2 separate regions of the Rattus norvegicus genome follow, and region 2 is linked to region 1. The links are chromatin contacts, called in public Hi-C maps. All regions are on one chromosome and are shown on one strand. The core of a region is the stretch at or near the end of the contact, and the rest is flanking DNA. Distances in the headings are between cores, read along the strand shown.

The links. Hi-C and Micro-C count contacts between places; a contact is called where the count stands out from the background.
Region 2: a contact with region 1 is called in a Hi-C map of kidney, with 3 times the contacts expected there. The contact joins the enhancer-like site here to the promoter of Psd2 in region 1. A contact is called at or near these places in 7 of 12 Hi-C or Micro-C datasets (the A7r5 cell line, the Rat2 cell line, Schwann cells and 4 more).

The regions. Positions count from the first base shown.
Region 1 is chr18:27,837,732-27,840,897 of GRCr8, forward strand. It overlaps Psd2 (pleckstrin and Sec7 domain containing 2), which reads left to right and starts at 1,896. Exons shown (of 15, transcript NM_001107395.1): 1 at 1,896-2,040. LOC134483009 (a long non-coding RNA gene) reads left to right here. Exons shown (of 2, transcript XR_010059803.1): 2 at 39-271.
Region 2 is chr18:27,892,904-27,895,990 of GRCr8, forward strand. Nrg2 (neuregulin 2) reads right to left here. Exons shown (of 10, transcript NM_001136151.2): 10 at 1-1,792. The coding sequence ends at 1,030. Among named protein-coding and RNA genes, the nearest start is that of Psd2, 55 kb to the left of the region's middle. Within about 2 kb of position 1,403, at least 78 of the 93 cell types and tissues checked have an H3K27ac peak or open chromatin away from gene starts, as enhancers often do. A contact at or near this core is called in Schwann cells, kidney and liver, where this site is marked.

The DNA of each region.
Region 1 (3,166 bases), core at 646-3,145:
GGCTGAGCCCCAGCCATGGGCACCTTCCTCATCTACAGGTCAGTCATGGAGTCAGCTCCTCTCTGCTCCTCAAGAAGGTCTGAAATTCCTGCACGCAGAGGACAGTGTCTGTGGGCAGGTGCTTGGTGAAAGACTGTCCCAACTGCCCAACTGTCTCCTGGAACCTGTGGCAAGTGAGGTCTACTCTTGAAGCATCAGTGTTTTTTATCTGTAAATTGAACTGTAAATTGTAAGGTCATTTTTCCTCAAATAAGACACAAAGAAAGCATTGGAGGTGACTGTGGCAGTCTGTAGTAGAAGTGTCATGGTGGTTGATGAGGGGAGACCAATCAGATCTTCAGAGGACACCTAAGTGAGTCAGGCATCTCTCAAATCCTCTCTTTGTCCTGTAAGAACCCAAGTGTGTGTGTGTGTGTGTGTGTGTGTGTGTGTGTGTGTGTGTGTGTGTAGGAGTAGGAGTAGGAAGGGAAAGAGAAGGAGAGAAAGGAAGGGGGAGGGTTGTGGGAGGGGGAGGGGAAGGGAGAGAGGGAGGAAGAAAGAGAAAGAGAGGGAGGGGGAGGGCGAAAGGGAAAGGGGGAGGGAGGGAGGGAGGAAGGAAGAGAGGAAGAGAGGAAGAGAGGGAGATAGATAGATAGATAGAGAGAGAGAGAGAGAGAGAGAGAGAGAGAGAGAGAGAGAGAGAGGCACAGAGAGAGACAGAGACATCAAGGGTGACTTCATGGTAGAAGTGGCATTTAAAAACATGGGTTTGAGAGTTGACACCCCCACCCCCACACCACTACCACCACTGCAGGCATAGGGTAGAACACTTGCAGAGATGAGAAGATTTTTAGTTTGGTGAACAGAACCTAGAAGCGGAAGCAGACGGAGGGAGGTCCAATTTCGTGGTAGCTCTCTTCTGCTTTCCCCAGCACTGGGCCTTCTAACCCTTCCCTCCTTCCTTCATCCCCGGGGTCCTCAGACTCCAGGGTCTGGAGCCCTGTAGTGTCCGTCCCTCTGAGAAGTAGTATCTCTAGATTTATAGCCAAGAAGTCCTTAGCGTGTAGTCCAGGTAGAGTTCATCAAACTTCCTTCAGGAAGCTGAAGTGGAAGGAGGCCAGGGGTGGGGGTGGGAAGCAGGGGGCAACGTGAGGGGGACAGGGGGGTTGAGCGGGGAGCAGGGCAGCCTGTAAGGTCATGATCAGCTAGAGGTGGGGGCAAAGGCAGGTTCTTGGAGAAATGGTATTCCAGAGTGCAGTCGGTCCGCACCATTACCTGCCGAGGGTGGCGGATCCTCACCTCCATCCGCAGCAGGGCCGCTCTTTCCTCGCCTCTCTTTTCCCCCTTCCAGCTCTGTCCTCGACTCCCCTTGTCACTCCAAGCCTTTCTGTACCCCTGGCTGCCTAACTCCCACTGTGACTCTCTGAACTTTGCCCTCTAAACTCCAGGGTGAGATCTCTAGGAAGAGAATGGGGGTTCTGGGGTGGGGGCAAGGCCCGTCCCTCCTTCACCTGGAGAATGGCCTGGTCTGTCAGGGACTGGGAGAGTTGGGAGAGTGAGCTCTCCCGAGGGACAGTGGTTAGGTCTGCCAGGGGTTCGAGGACAGAGGCAGGGCCGGGCTTGGAGGGGGGCGGAACCTCGTGGAACTCCCCTCCCCCACTTTCTTAAAGGGTCCAGCTCATGCTGGAGCCGGTGGCCGTGTTCTGGTGGGTGGGTGCCCCGCACAAGGTCGGGCGCTTGTGGCCAGGCGCCGCGGGTGGGCCCTCCTGGTGGTCACGGTCCCCTCGGGGCTGCGCGCGCGCCCGCAGTCTCCCCCCCCGCCCCCTCCCGCCCTTCTCGTCCTTCCCGCTCCTCCCTCCCTCCTTCGCTGCTCTGTTCCCTCCTCCTGCAGTCCGTCCCCTCCTTCTCTGCCCAGCCTCTCCACAGCCGAGGTTCCAACACCTGAGGGGACAGAAGCGAACGCGGGGAGCTCCAACAGGCGGCGGCACCGGACCGCGGGTCCAGGGGTGGCCTCCGCATGGCCCCACCGTGAGAGGGGACCCAGCGGCTGGGACACGAGCGGTGAGTAGGGCCTCTGGCCAACTGTGTCCCCCAAGGCCTGCATGCTTACGGACCCCGCCCCTCTTCTCAGGAGGCCAGCTAGACACTGGGAGGGGGTTCAGGGTTGGGAGAAGAACACAGGCTGGGTGGCGGGAGCCGCCCTCCGCCCTTTTTGCCCGCTAGGGTCTGCTAACAAAGCTACATTTCGAGATCAATTCCGTGATGGCTGGAGCATCCAAAGGATGCGGTTGTCATGGAGATGGGGCAGAGAGAGGAAGCCCAAGATGGTCAGGACTGGGCCAGGGAGTGGGGGCGCCGCCAAGAGCCCCAGACCGGCCAGTAGGGAGGACAGGGCTGCCGGTCCAATTGTCTCCTGGGCTCTGCCTCCCGGTCCCCTCCCCCTTCTGTATAATCAGTGTCAGTGTGTGTGGGGTACTAGTGTCAGTTTGGTGGTCTGCGGTTGGGGTGTTGTGTGCTGGGGCCTGCCAGAGCTCCCTCCACAACGGAACATCTTTGAGGATTTATTTCTCTTTCCAGTTTCCCAACTTTGACAGGCAGGCCTGCCTGGGCCCCAGGCCTCTCTGTCTCTGCAAGAGCAGGGGTTTGTATGGGGGCGTGGCAGGCAGTAGGCAAGGCCAGGCCTCACAGAAGCAGCCTTGATTGGAGGGGGTCCATGGGCCCGGGTGCTGGGGCTGGGTGGGGCAGGGAATCCAGATGTGGGGACCACCCTATGCAGCTGGCTCTCTCCTAGGCTCTTGTCACTGGAGGATCTGGGACTCTCTGAAATAAGATCCAGGGCATTGTTTCTACACAAGACCTTGGGCCCACTGCCCAATGCACACCCCTTTGTCTTAGGCTCATCTTGCCGGGCCCAGACAGAGATCTCGGGGCAGATACAACTGTTATGGTGCAAGAGGGCACAAGACTCCTGGCAGCTCAGGACAAGTCTGGTTGAGGTGACTGGGACCAAGCAGCCTGCTCTGGTTTGGCTGGTGCAGGAGAGTGGGCCTGGGGTAACAGGATTTTCCTAGGTCTCCTCTAGAGTCAGAAGATAAGAGATGCGTTATGAATTAGCATAGTGGCAAGGAACATGGGGACTACCTCCAAGCCCTCCCCTACTCCCAGACCGATTCCTTCTTCCCAAGGA
Region 2 (3,087 bases), core at 153-2,652, 55 kb after region 1:
TAGCATTGGATCCAGTTGTGAGGGCTGGCTGGGGAGGGCAGGACTGGAAGATGAAAGTCATAGGTGGGTTGGGAGCTGGGCTGTGAGGATATGGTGTTACTTTATTGCTAAAAGGGGAATCGAATACACTGTTGGAGTGGCTCTTCCGGGTCCCAGCGTGACCATGCATTCAATCTAAAGAATCTGAAATGCGAAGGACATGCAGGCGTAAAATAGAAAAGACGACCTGTAAACGAAGGTGCTGCAGAGGACAGAGGACATCCTGGAGGCCGCAGGGGAGGAGGAGCCATGAAGGTTGGGCCCCTGGTAGAGCTGCCCCCTCCCTAGGCGGGGGGGCTGGTGGGGAGACAGCCTTCTCTGTCCTCTTTCCCTTAGCAGCTGTGAGGGCTGGGGAGGACCTTCCCCATTCTAGTTGCTGTAACGGGAGGCCTGTGTCTCCTCCTGGAAATAACCCCATCTCAATTCCAGCTCGAAGGCTAGGATCCCTGCCCTCTCTGTTCAGGACTCCAGATCTGGACTGGGGAAGATAAAATTTCGTCTTATCTTCATCTTCTTCCTCATTGTTCATTACCCTCAGAACCATTAGAACCTCACAGTCTCTTCTTTACCTGCCTTTTCTCACCCCCACCAGTTTGGGATCCTATAAGCGCCCATCCCCACACTGCACCCCAGACGGCTCTCCAGGAGCCCCAGATTAGCGTACAGCAAAAGGCACCACAATATAGGTTTCTATTAAAGAGTCAAAAAAATTGGCCCATCTCTCTTTTTTTTTTTTGTTGTTTCTTTTTTTTTTCCGAAGCTGTAAATCAGGATGTTACATATAAATAGTTTCCCTATAAAAACGTCTTTGCCGTTAGCTAGTATTATAAGACAATTTTTTTTGCTAAAATGAAAATAAAACATTTTGTTATACTTTTTTCCTTTTATAGAAAATAAAAATATTTTTATTTCTTTGTTCGCTCCTTTTTCCCTCTCCAGTCGGTGGTCTCCGCTCTCCTCGGAGACGTGAGGCGGGCGAGGCGGGAGGCCTTAGAGGGGCCCGGAGTCCTGCTTTGCCCTCGTGGGCGGCCCCCGGCTGTGTCTGCTGCTGGCGCGCGTGCTGTGGCTGTCCAGGGAGTAGTAAGTCCTGCTGTCCGCCGCCGGGCAGAGCGGCGGCGAGTCCGAGCGCAGCGCGTCGTGCGCCGCTCGCAGGCCGAGGAAAGGCGTGCTCTCGGCCGCCAGCGCCCCGTCCGCGTCGTCCGCATCGTCGTCCGAGGCCGACGCCGAGCCGCAGCCCGAACCGCTGCTCAACGACAGCGAGTCCCGCGCTGCGCGTGCGCGCTGCGCAGCCAACCCGTTGAGGCGGGAGCGCCGCCAGCGCCGCGGCCCCGCCGACGTCCTGCGGGACGCGCCGCGCGTGCGCGGCCGCGGCGGTGGCGGGGGCGCGCACTCCTGCGTGGTCTCGTACTCGTCGTCCTCCGGGATGCGGAAGGGGCTGGCGGGCAGGCTGCCCAAACTGCCTCCCAGCGCGCAGGCGCCGCGCCGCGGCCCGGGCCCCGCCGCCGGGTAGTAGTAGCTGTCGTAGCTGCGCTGCATGTCCGCTCCGGGCCCTGGCCCCGGGCCGGGCGGCGCTGGGTGCCGCAGGAGCGGCTGCTGCTCCGCTAGGCGGTAGCTGATGGGCGCTGCGGGTGGCAGCGACACGGCGTGGGCAGAGTTGGGCGACGTGATCTCGAAAGTCGGCACCTGGGTGGCCAGCGAGTAGTGGAAGTCCACGGGCGAAAGGCGCGCGGGCGTGGTCAGGGCTGACACGTACCTGCGGGAGAGACAGAGGCGTGGGTCGGGAATTAGGGTGCAGTGCCAGTTCACCAGAGATTCTAACCAGAAAGGATTCTGTCCATGAGAGTGAGGGGCTGTGACTCTGACCATGTTTAGTTTCCATGATCCTCCCAGCCTGTTCCTGTCTGTTAAGCATAGATGACTAGAGTGTTTACTCCAATATGATGCTGGAGGATTTCAGAAATGTACTAGGGGAGTACAGTAGGGATGTCTCCGGGGCACGCTCAGCTTGGGGTGTGGTCTCATCTATTCTGTAGCACCTGAGGGTGAAGGCTATACAACTTATAGGAAAAAAGGGACTCAGACTTTAAGTGCCAAGGACAAAATGACCAAAATGTGGTCTGTTCCATTCTTTCTGAATCAACTAACTCTTTTCTCCCTGTTTCACCTAGACACCACTAGGTGTCTCTACTTAGAGCCGATGATCCCTAGGTCCTTGAAGGCCTGTTTCTTGCTAATACCTCCCAGTGTGAATCCTGGGTGACTGTCCCTGTGATTTGAGTCCAGATTAGGCAGAAACCAGTATGCTTATTCCAGGACACTAGCCACCGTTCAGAGACTTCCTGGATTTGAGCTCACTGCTTTTGCAAGGACAGTTTATTCCCCGGCTTGGCTTGAGTGAGGGAAACATGCCTTTTTGTATTGTAGCCAAAGGCCGCCACAGGGAAGTGACACCATGTAGGCATCTTAAGCCAGGGCTGAAAGATACCAAGATAACAACTGTCTCCACTCCTCTTACTTCCTTGAAAAATTTGCTTTTGCTAATATATCTTCTGATGATCCTTTTTGTCCCCCTCCCCCCAACCTCCATGAGCCATCAGCCTCCGCTCTTGTCCACTTGAGCACCTGGATCACTCTCCTACATGCTTTTCTTTCAGACTTCACTGCCAGGTGCTTGACTGCTCTCTGGAACTGGCTTAGAGTCTTTTTTTTTCTTACTGAGTCCATTGACTCCCCCCTCCCCACTTCACTTTCTCACATGCAGATCAGGTTAACTACTAAGTCCTACTCACTCCCTGTCTCCTGAAGACAGATTCTCTGGTCATGCCACCACCTTGGAGTCTGACTTTCACTCTAGGAAATTCTCAGGGCAAACAAAACAAAATACCCCTACCTTCACCCCAGACCAACCAACCAACCAACCAACCAACCAACCAACCAACCAACTAACCAACCAACCAGCCAGCCAACCAACCAAAACAGCTCTGCTAAGGAAGGCCTTCCTATTTATCTACCCAGGCTCTTCCTCCCAAGTGAGCAGAAGGCAAGGCC